3 separate regions of the Rattus norvegicus genome follow, and all the other regions are linked to region 3. A link is a contact called in public Hi-C and HiChIP or PLAC-seq data. All regions are on one chromosome and are shown on one strand. Each heading gives the region's core, a stretch centred on a gene start, on an enhancer-like site or on the middle of the called end of the contact. The rest is flanking DNA. Distances are from core to core; before and after follow the strand shown.

Evidence for each region. A called contact is a pair of places that touch in the nucleus more often than the background predicts. HiChIP or PLAC-seq counts read pairs in DNA pulled down with a chosen protein or histone mark.
Region 1: a contact with region 3 is called in a Hi-C map of mammary epithelial cells, with 3 times the contacts expected there. The contact joins the promoter of Nfkbil1 here to the promoter of Vars1 in region 3. A contact is called at or near these places in 3 of 12 Hi-C or Micro-C datasets (frontal cortex, hepatocytes and mammary epithelial cells).
Region 2: an H3K27ac HiChIP or PLAC-seq map of oligodendrocytes shows a contact between it and region 3, with 5 times the contacts expected there. The contact joins the promoter of Bag6 here to the promoter of Vars1 in region 3. A contact is called at or near these places in 1 of 12 Hi-C or Micro-C datasets (hepatocytes) and 1 of 1 datasets of contacts at active chromatin or transcription factors (oligodendrocytes).

The regions. Positions count from the first base shown.
Region 1 is chr20:3,593,364-3,596,719 of GRCr8, reverse strand. It overlaps Nfkbil1 (NFKB inhibitor like 1), which reads right to left and starts at 1,401. Exons shown (of 4, transcript NM_212509.2): 1 at 1,239-1,401; 2 at 568-844. The coding sequence starts at 1,295. Atp6v1g2 (ATPase H+ transporting V1 subunit G2) reads left to right here and starts at 2,133. Exons shown (of 3, transcript NM_212490.2): 1 at 2,133-2,403; 2 at 2,687-2,787; 3 at 3,254-3,356. The coding sequence starts at 2,322.
Region 2 is chr20:3,691,362-3,694,774 of GRCr8, reverse strand. It overlaps Bag6 (BAG cochaperone 6), which reads left to right and starts at 1,446. Exons shown (of 26, transcript NM_001414741.1): 1 at 1,446-1,694; 2 at 2,347-2,467. The coding sequence starts at 2,360.
Region 3 is chr20:3,823,346-3,826,835 of GRCr8, reverse strand. It overlaps Vars1 (valyl-tRNA synthetase 1), which reads left to right and starts at 1,885. Exons shown (of 30, transcript NM_053292.1): 1 at 1,885-1,972; 2 at 2,173-2,591. The coding sequence starts at 2,205. It overlaps LOC108349032 (a long non-coding RNA gene), which reads right to left and starts at 1,629. Exons shown (of 3, transcript XR_010060960.1): 1 at 1,491-1,629; 2 at 1-1,322.

The DNA.
Region 1 (3,356 bases), core at 152-2,651, 230 kb after region 3:
TGTTGTAACTGTGCAGAGAGAAGCGTACTAATCTGGGGGAGGAGGGGACGGTGGGTGGGGCCAGCTCCTTGTTGCTGGGATCTGACCCGGAGCTGTCAACTTCATGTAAAGAAAGCTGCAAGGTGCGGGCTGGGTGTGCCGACACAAGCCTACGATCTCAGATCTGGGGATGCTGAGGCCAGCCTGAGATACCCAGCAAGACCCTGACTCAAAAACAAAAGCAACCACACCACACTAACACAGACGCACTTGCACGCCTCTTAGTTGATAAACTTATCTGTTACTAGAAAGGCGTGGTTTCGTACCAACCAGGTCAATGGCTTCAACAGTTCCCAAGGACCAAATAACTAGTTGACTTCCCAACTATTTTTGTTGTGTGAGACAGGGTCTCTCTCTATGTAGTCCTGGAACTCACTTGTGTAGACAGGATACTTACAGAGATCCTCCTGCCTCTACTTGCCGGCGTCAAAAGCCTGTGCCACCACACCAGGCCTTTATTTCCCAACTGTTAACTGGCTTTCAGTTCAGATCTGGCTAGCTTCTCAAGGCCAGTTCCTACAGACTCACCATTAGGGCCCTGGCGGGCAGCAGCATGCAGCGCCGTGTCCCCATGGCGGTCCTGGTGGGCAGGGTCGGCGCCAAGACGCAGCAGCAAGCACAGGGCAGGGGCATCGTGGCGGGCACAGGCCCTGTGGAGAGGCGGGGGCTGCCCAGCATCCACATCAAGGCCGGGATGTCGCTGGAGGAGAGCCTGGGCTCGCACCAGCCGTCCTGCAGACAAGTACCGCCTGAAGCGTCGCTCTCGGCGGTGCCGGCGGGAAACGGAGGCCATGGAACTCTGGGGCTGAGGAAGAAGTGGGAAACGGCAGCGGTGAGGACCCAGTTCGGCTCTTTCTCCAGTTTCTCCCTTTACCTCCCATTCCCTCCCCCTCGCATCTCCAGCAAGAGATAAGGCCTATTCGAAACTCTCATCCCTTAGCAGATGACAAGTTTGGGGCGGGGGTGGGGTGGAGTTGGGGGCTGGGGGGCGGGTCACAGACTTAATTTTTGATGTTAATTTCTTGAGAAAATGATACATAGTTGTTTTAAGGCTTCAGAGCCCAAGAAAAAAGTTAATTCTGAACTTTGGACAGGAAAAAAAAATCAAGTAAGGCCAGACGGGGTAAATTTTCATTAGCCACAAATCTGAAGAAAAGTCACGAATTCAAAGAGCGATCTAGAAATGGAATATAATGTACCCGACAGACAGACGTAGAGGCTTCTTCCTCTGGGGCCTGGGGGGAGGGGTTACTCATCAGACCTGCTCCCCGCCCCCCTCAAGGACCCTCAGAGACGGAGGCCGGAGGCCTGGGTTTAAGGACGCTCGGAGAAGGGAGGTGTGGAGGGAGGAGGCACGCAAGGCTGCAGGAAATGGCGCAGGCACACGCGCAAGTGTCGGGCGGAAATGAACTGTGTGGCTCCCATCCCGGAAATTGTTCCGCCCCGACTGGGTGACTCATGATTAGGCCTCCGGAGGGGAAACAAGACAATTTGCGATATAGGTTCCACCTGCAAGCCGAAGATTAGAGGCGAGGTTCCGAAGGGAGGCGGAGGCAGACCTGGTCTACAGGGGGAGCTGCCGCAACAGCCAGAACTATGGAGAGAAACCCTGTCTCAAAACACCCCCCCCCCCATCTAATCACAATTAGGCCAAGTATATGGGTAAATCCAAAAAGAAAAACACATGAGTAGACACTAACAAGGCAAACGTAGGACAGGGTAGGGGGATGTATGCAGACGTTCTGTTTTGGGGGGGGGTGGGGTGTCTAAAGAGAAGATGGAGGCTGAAAAGCGGGGGAAGGGCGGAGGGAGGCGTGGAGACACAGAGTTGGGAGTGATAAGTGAAACCCAGCGTACTGTGCCCAAGCACATCCTTACCTTCCCACACCATTCTCATCGCCTTTGTGTTGTGTCTCCTTCGAGACCACCAATCAAGATCTCCTCCCACCCAAACGCTGCCCTCCGCTTCCCCCAGCCCCATCTCTATGGACCCTGGTGACACGGAGAGGCCCTGCACCTGCTGCGTAGTGAGCACAGGGCTGGTCTCTGCTGCCCTCGGGCGGCCGTTTAGGATACTACATCAGTGAGGTTCGAGAGGAGGACCAGTCATCGGTGTGAGGATGAGACACCCACCCGGTGCAGGAGACTGAGTGAAAACGGGAGCACTAAGACCCAGGGGGAGTGGAGGATCGCATCAAGGGACCGGAGGAGTAGGCGCTGGAGGGTGGGAGCCGACTGGTACCTTGGTCGCCTTCGGAACAGCATCTTCTCTAGTGACAAAAATGGCCAGTCAGTCCCAGGGTATCCAGCAGCTCCTCCAGGCTGAGAAGCGGGCAGCGGAGAAGGTGGCCGATGCCAGGAAGAGTGAGCCACCTCTTTCCTCTCTTAGGAGTCTGGAAGGAGAATTTAGGGATACGGAATAACAGACATTTGAGTCCCAAGGACAATGAGGTCAGATCGGGGGACTGAGACTATTAGGATAGAAGAAACGGGTGGGTTTTACAGTCTAGCATTTGACGGGAGACTGAATAACTTTCTGGAGGGTAGTGATCCCACGAATACACCTGTGTGTGTGTGTTTGTGTGTGTGTGTGTGTGTGTGTGTGTGTGTGTGTGTGTGTGTATACTCACTGTCCTTCTGCCTCTAGGGAAGGCCCGGCGACTGAAGCAGGCGAAGGAGGAGGCTCAAATGGAGGTGGAGCAATACCGCAGGGAGCGAGAGCAGGAGTTCCAGAGCAAGCAGCAGGCGGTGAGTTGTGGAGAGAGCAGGGATGGACTCACCCCAGTGCAAATTGTGGGTGCCTCTTGTAAGATGTATGTAGGTGACTCAACGAGAAGTTAGGGTGTCTGAGAGCTGAGAAGGCCCTGACAGGGACCACACATTGGTAAAGCTTTGACAGTTATCTGTAAGGTCTGGGGGTTTTAAAGGGTACATGAGACTTGTGGGGGCAGCCTTCACAGTCTGTGTGGAGTGTGGAAACCCTGATGGTGGGGACAGTTTTGTGGTCATTGTGGTGAGGAGGTGGGGATTTTACAGTCTCAGAAGTAGCGATTATGCTGACCTGCTTGGTGTCTACATGTTTTTGTGGGGTGGGAATAGTTTTGAAAAGGCTTCCCAGACCTCATTCAGGATCCTTCCTTCTACAAGCGGGACCTTCCTTTCTCTGTGTCTGCTTTTTCTTCTTTCTCTCCTCCACTCCCTCCCCCTCCCCCAGGCCATGGGCTCTCAGGGGAACCTGTCTGCTGAGGTGGAGCAGGCCACGAGACGTCAGGTTCAGGGCATGCAGAGCTCCCAGCAGAGAAATCGGGAGCGAGTCC
Region 2 (3,413 bases), core at 197-2,696, 130 kb after region 3:
ATTAATTTCTATTTTTTACCCCCATCTCTGGGATGGGCAACCCATTAGTCTCAGGGGATTAAATGAGATCATGTTACATCAAGTCTGAAGCAAATATCCGTCTGTGCAACTTCTGGTAGTGATTTTTAAAGATTTATTAATTTATTTTATGTGTATGAGTACACTGTAGCTATCTTCAGACACACCAGAAGAGGGCATCAGATCCTATTACAGATGGTTGTGAGCCACCATATGGTTGCTGGGATTTGAACTCAGGACCTCTGGGAGAGCACTCAGTGCTCTTAACCGCTGAGCCATCTCTCCAGCCCCTGAAATCTTTATAATAAAATACTAAATGTGTGTCTAGGGAAGTGTTCCAGCAGTGATGGTGCTTGGCGGATGGCAAGCCAAGCTAGAGGACCTGACTTTGATCCCCAGGTCCCCGCAGTGAAAGAGCACATTTTCCCTCAGATCTCCACACCTGCGCTGTGCTGTGACAGACGAAGGCCATACAGCCACCCCCCAGAAAAGCATTTTAAAAAATATTTAAGTTCTTTTATCCCAGCAGGTGGATCTCTGTGAGTTACAGGACATCCAGATCTACATAGTGAAATCCTGTCTCGGAGGAAAAAAAAACCTCAAAACGTAAATACAGTCTAGTAGAGTGACACACGACCCTGCCCTGGGTGGTGGTGTGGGGTACATTGTCTTTATGGGTTCCGGGCAATTCAGAGTTAACACTGAAACAGCATATAAAAGTCTCAATATACAATGCTTACTGGAACTCTCATCAGTATTGGCATCTAAGAATAAGTGGGGAAGAATGTAGAGAAACAACCGTCCCACCCTGTTCAACTAACTCCCTCGGTGGCTGGCCTTCCAATCTCCTTTCTCAAAAGTCTTGTCCTTGTCTTTCAATCCGATCCCTAAGGCACCCGTTTTTTTTTCTTTCGTTTCTTTAAAAAAGCTCCTAAAAAGCAGTATGCTTAGTTATCCTTAAATATGGCACTCCCATAGTGCTCTCAATCAAAGACCAATAGGACGGCCAAAGTCTGCAAAACGTCCAACTACCCTAATCCCGCCAGGAACTAAACTTGAGCACAAGCAAATACAGCCCGCGGAACGCCCAAGCCGTCCACGGAAAAGAGTGGCTTCCGGAAGAGCAGGAATGACGGGAGGACCAGAGGTCTTGCAGAGGTTTGGGTAGTTAGAATTGTGCCTGTAAATTTCTATGTCCGTCAAGATAGGAACGTTGATTAACGAGGTGCAATACGCAGAAATCCCAGACTCTTTTCCCCAGGAAGGTGCAGCATTCCACCCAGTAATTTTTCTTCAGGCGTTTACAGTAGACACCCCGGTCGGGTAGCACAACGGCGCGAGCAGGGAAGAAACGCACACAGCCGGAGGGGGGGGGCGGGGAAATACTTAAAGTGTGCGCACGCGTACGCGGTTCACGCAGGCGCAGTGCGGTCCCCCGGGCGACGGCGGCGGCGGCGGCTCCTCCGGGTGGTCGGCTCCCTCCCATCTAGGCCGGCCCCGGCCCGTCTCGCCCCCCAGAAACTCACTGCTCGGGGCTGTGGACTTTCTCATCGTGCCCCACGAAAGTAAATCGGGGGAGACTGGGGGAGCCGGAAGTACCGCCTCGAGATCCCCAAATACTATCGGGGAAACGGAAGTGGCCCTTGGTGCCAGGTTGGGGGAGACCGGAAGTGACGGTACCGTGGGGAAGTCGGGGGCGGAGCCACAGGGTGGTGGGCTGTGTATGTGTTTGTATGTGTTTGGCCGCGTGTTGGTTAAGTCGTGTTGCTGGAATACCGACGAAAGACGGAGGCGGAAGGAGGGGGCGGTCAGCGAGCCCATCCAGCCTCCCGTGAGTGTCGGTGGTCTTGGGTCTGTGGTGATTTAGGCGGGTTCGATTGTGGTGGCGCGCGTGCGCGAAGCTACTTTCTCTGCCGAGTCTAGCGCGACCCTCCCCCCCCCCCTCGCGTTGTCCTAGGATTTCCCGATCTCTCGGGCGCTTGCTCGGTCGCGACCGGTGATGACACTGGTCTCTGATCGGTCTCGTGCTTGCTTCCCCGATTCCTAGCCCAACTGGCTCTCCCTATTGTGATTGGCATTGTAGAGCCCCTCCCACCTCTCGTCCTTCATCTCCCTATGCCGTCGATCTCATACCCTTTGTGTTTCTATTCCTGTGCCCCCGAATCAAAAAGGGGGGATGAGGAGGAGGAGGATGAATATATGTGCTTGTGTATGTGAAACTTTCAAGGGATTGGGGCGGAGATTGGGTCCAGAGAGGCTTCCGGGTGTATAAAATACAGCGCGACCGACAGCGAACCATCCCCCCCCCCCTTCCTCGTTCTTCCTTAGAGAGCTGTCGGCCATGGAGCCGAGTGATAGTACCAGTACCGCTATGGAGGAGCCTGACAGCCTGGAGGTACTGGTGAAGACCCTGGACTCTCAGACTCGGACTTTTATTGTGGGGGCCCAGGTGAGACACCAGTACTTTGTAGAGATGACACCCCTTTTGCTCGTTTGTTTTGTGAAGGATGAGCCTGATTTTCTTGTCATTGACCCTTTTGTCCCTTACTCTGTAGGACATCTGACGTTCCTATTGAGCTGGGAGGTGTGGTTACCGTTGAGTGAGGCAGATTTTGTTTAGCCTGTCCTCACCTTGACAGAACTCAGAAGTGGGAGGTACAGAGGAGAACTCTATACCTATTCTGTGCAGACCTCCAGCCCAAAGGGACAGGCATGGCTCTGGCCTTTGGGACCAGACACAACACAGGGGGACCTCAGACCAGTATGGTGTGTCTGTTCTTTTTTATAGGTTACAGAAACCTGCTTCCATACACGGTGAAGTAGAATCGCCAATAGTTGAGGCATAATTTGAGTCTTGAGCTAAGTTCAGTGTGGCCACGTTTATCTTTTGTTTTTCCTGCATAATTCTTTGAGACACCATCATGCGCAGGTCATTTTCGTGGTTTTCTAAAGCAGATATTTAAAAAGCCACGTAGATTTTGTGAGTAGATATGTGTGATAGTTAATTCTGCCTGTTACCAAGGGTTGATGTGTCTTTCTGGGAGGTGGGGACACATAGCGGGGCTGCCTTTGCCTCTGACCATTTCGCCTTTACTGTCTATGTGCTTGGATTATACACACTGTGATAGAGGATTATGGGATTGTAGATTACCACATCTGCCTTGGCTTCGTCTTTTTTTTTTTTTTTTTTTTTTTTTTTTTTTGTAAAGTAGGGTCTTACATAGTTAAATGTCTTAGAACATTTATTTGTGTGTGGGTGTGTGGGTGTGTGGTTCTACTGGGCCTTGAACCTTGGGCTTAGCATAGAGTACTTACTACTGAATTGTATAGAACCATGTGTTCTTTTCTGACCTTCTTCATTAGTTACCTTTCCAGAACCTGGTTCCAAACCCCTG
Region 3 (3,490 bases), core at 636-3,135:
TGGGGCCCACTGGTCCACTTGGGGTGTTCTGTACTTTCAGTCTAAGCTTGAAAGTAAGTCCGGGGTCCTTCCCTGATATGTATAGACGAAGGCCCCATTCATACCCCCGGCCTTCCCACTGTTGTTGTTTGCCTTTTCCTGTGAAAGAGATGACTAAGGGATTACACCAATTATTAACACAGTTCGAGTTAAGGGTGTAGGTCCTGAATTAAGTTGTTGGGTCGGGGGGTTCTTCTCTTGACTGTAATATAGTCCCAACTGGCGGATGGGTTCCAGTAAGTATCCCCAGTTGTCTCACATCCCCAAGAGGCACAATAGTAGTCCGGGGCATAGCACACCTTGTGGTCAGAGAGTGATCTCTGCGCGACCCCCGGCAGACATATATGGGTGCCATAGTCAAGTATGTCCTGGCTGCAGCACTATAGCATCCTGGGACAGTGCTATGCCTTTGTTGGGTATTAACAGGTTTTTGTTGGGGCAAGTAGTGATCTGAGGTGCCCCAGGCTGCGTCAGCCCCCAGGGCCAGCCGACAGAGATCTACCTCTAAATCATACCATGGTGTGGTGGTGGTGACCACGGAGGAGGAATTTGCGAGGTCTCCTGCCTGGTTGACTATTTCCCAGGTATAGGTTCTAGGCTGATGGGGGTTGGTGCGACTCCGGGTCCCCCCTCTGAAGGCACAGCTTAAGAGGGTTATCAGTCCGTACCACAGTACCATTCATCTTGACTAGACTCGGGAGCCTTCACGTGTGAGGCGTGTACCCAGGTAGGGATCCCATCTACCTTCACCGAGGTGGGGGGTAGTCAACAGTACCACATGGTTCAAGGTTTCCCGCACGATGTCTCTGTATCAGGACCGCGTCTCCAACCTGGAACTGATGAGTTGTCTCAGGGGTCCCCGTGGCATAGGCTGCTGTCAGCTGTGACCAGACTTCTTTCTGTATCACCTGTAGGTCTTTTAGCCTGGCATACAAATTATTATTACTATGATATGTTGGTTTAATAACATCATCTAATACAGTCAGAGGAGCTGAGACCTCATATAAGATCTCAAAGTGGGTAAGGCTGAATCTGGAAGGGGTATTTCTTGTTTTGAAGAGAGCAAGAGGGAAGGAGTGCCACCCAGTCTATGCCAGTCTCCATGGTCAATTTGGTCAGGGTCTCCTTTAGAGTTGTATTTATTTTCTCTACCTGTCCTGAACTTTGAGGTGCACTGGGCCTCACAGCAGGGTCAGTGGGGGATAGTTTAAAAATCTTTATTCTTTCAGCTCCATCCCAAGCCGTGAGCTCTCAGCACCTCGAGCTCTTTTCCGGTGTTTTACCTAGGAAAGATCCGAGGATCTCCCGTGAGTTGGCGGTTGCACCTTGCCACTAAAATCTGCCACGGCCGGATTCCTGCAGCTCACCCAATCAGTACGCTTTTTAAGGGCAGAAAATAAACACAAACAGGTGTGGTGCGCACCGCACAGTAACGCCGGGGAATTACTAACCTTTATTCCCTACAGCAGCAACTCCCGGCAGACAGGGACTGCTTGCAGCGTCCCCAGATCCCACAACTCGTCCAGCTCATACTCTGGCGCGCACCAGACCCGAGGACCCCAGGCTGCCCGCGGCGGCGCCTGACCCGAGGACCCCGGGCTGCCCGCGGCGGCGCCTGATCCAGGCACAGGCTCGTCTCCGCGCGCGCGTTCCGGTCCTCCTGCAGCGAGAGCCACCCTAGCCCCTCCTTGACCCGTCTGGCTGCGGTGAGCCGTGCGCGGACCCTCGGGATCGCGCACGCACAGGCGGGGTCGGACCGCCCCTCAAGGACCCGGGCCGGGAAACCCGCGCTGTCACAAAGGGGGACACGTGGGTGCCGCTGGCCCGGCCGCGCTCTCCCGCTGCGGGAGAGCTGCCTCCGCCGCCCGCCACCTCCTCCCCGGCCGCCCTGTGGGGCCGCGGCCGTGGCCGGCTGAGGAGATCTCCCGGCCAAGTGGGATCGCCGCCTTCAGTACGTACACGCGGCGCGAACTCCCCTTTCACAACCCCGGGGAGGGCGGGCGATTGGGGTCCCGCCTCCTCCTCCAGGCGCTGCTCGCGGCTGCTCCGCCAGGCCTAGATCCCGGCCCGGCGCCTGCGTGCCTTGCAGCACGTGCTCACGTCCCCTCCTCTATCTGCCCGGTTTCTCCTCAGGTCACTCCACCGCGCTCCGACCCTGCACAGCCATGTCCATCCTCTACGTCTCTCCCCACCCCGACGCCTTCCCCAGCCTGCGAGCCCTCATCGCTGCCCGCTACGGGGAAGCTGGGGACGGTCCCGGGTGGGGAGGCCCTCACCCTCGCATCTGCCTGCAGCCTCCCCCGAGCAGCCGGACTCCATTCCCCCCGCCTCGCCTGCCCGCCCTGGAGCAGGGGCCTGGCGGCCTGTGGGTGTGGGGGGCCCCGGCTGTAGCTCAGCTGCTGTGGCCAGCAGGCCTGGGAGGACCCGGGGGCAGCCGGGCAGCTGTCCTGGTCCAGCAGTGGGTCAGTTATGCCGACACGGAGCTCACACCAGCTGCCTGCGGGGCGACGCTGCCTGCTCTAGGACTTCGAGGTCCTGGTCAGGATCCCCAGGTGAGAGGGAAGAAGAAGGAGGGAGAACTTCTGAGTAAACAAGCAGGATTGGAAACAATCCCAAGGAAGGAAGTAGGTTGTCAGGCGGTCAAATCCCTGTTTGCGGCCTGGTGTAGTAACTTTGGGAACACTTTAAGTTCTTCAGCCTTGGTCTTCTGTGTCTGAGAACCCAAGCTGATGTAATCCCTTCCTCAGGGGGTGTGGTAGATGAGCGCCTGGGAGCGTGCTTTTGGTGTTTTCACTTTTGGTTTTGGAGTGTGTGTGCATCTTTAAACAGGGTCTCACTCTATCTGAATGGCTTGGAACCGCACGGGTGTGCCAGGCATTACTAAGTCTCTAATGGTCTTTGGGTTTTTGTTGCCATGATAAAAACAACATGACCAAAAGCAGCTTGGGAAAGAAAGGATTTATTCCAAGGTATAAGGTTATACATCCCTGAAGGACGTCAGGCCAGTGACTGGAGGAAGGAACTGAAGCTGAGGCACTGCAGGATGGCTACTTACTTGCCTGCTCACCACAGCTTGTCACCAGGGGAGGTATTGCCTACCACGAACTGGCCCTCCACGTAGTCGTTAGTTAGGAAAATGTCCCCACAGATTCACCTTACAGGCCGATCTGGTTGGGGACATTTTCCCAATTGAGTTTCCCTCTCCCTACAGGCCCCTGGCTTGTGTGAGGTTGACAAGGCCCTGGTTGGCAAATGTGACAGGGACACCAGGTGTGAGCTGTAGAAAAGGCTGGGGAGAGACCGATAGTTGCTGGGAGGAGTTAGGGGAGATATGAATTGAAGGAGGGGGAAGGGAGAGGACAGATAACCAGCCGGATTGTTCCTGTGAGCCCTTCCGGGGTAGACCTGTACCATACTTAACTGGAAGCTCCACCCCTTCAGGAGAGGGAGT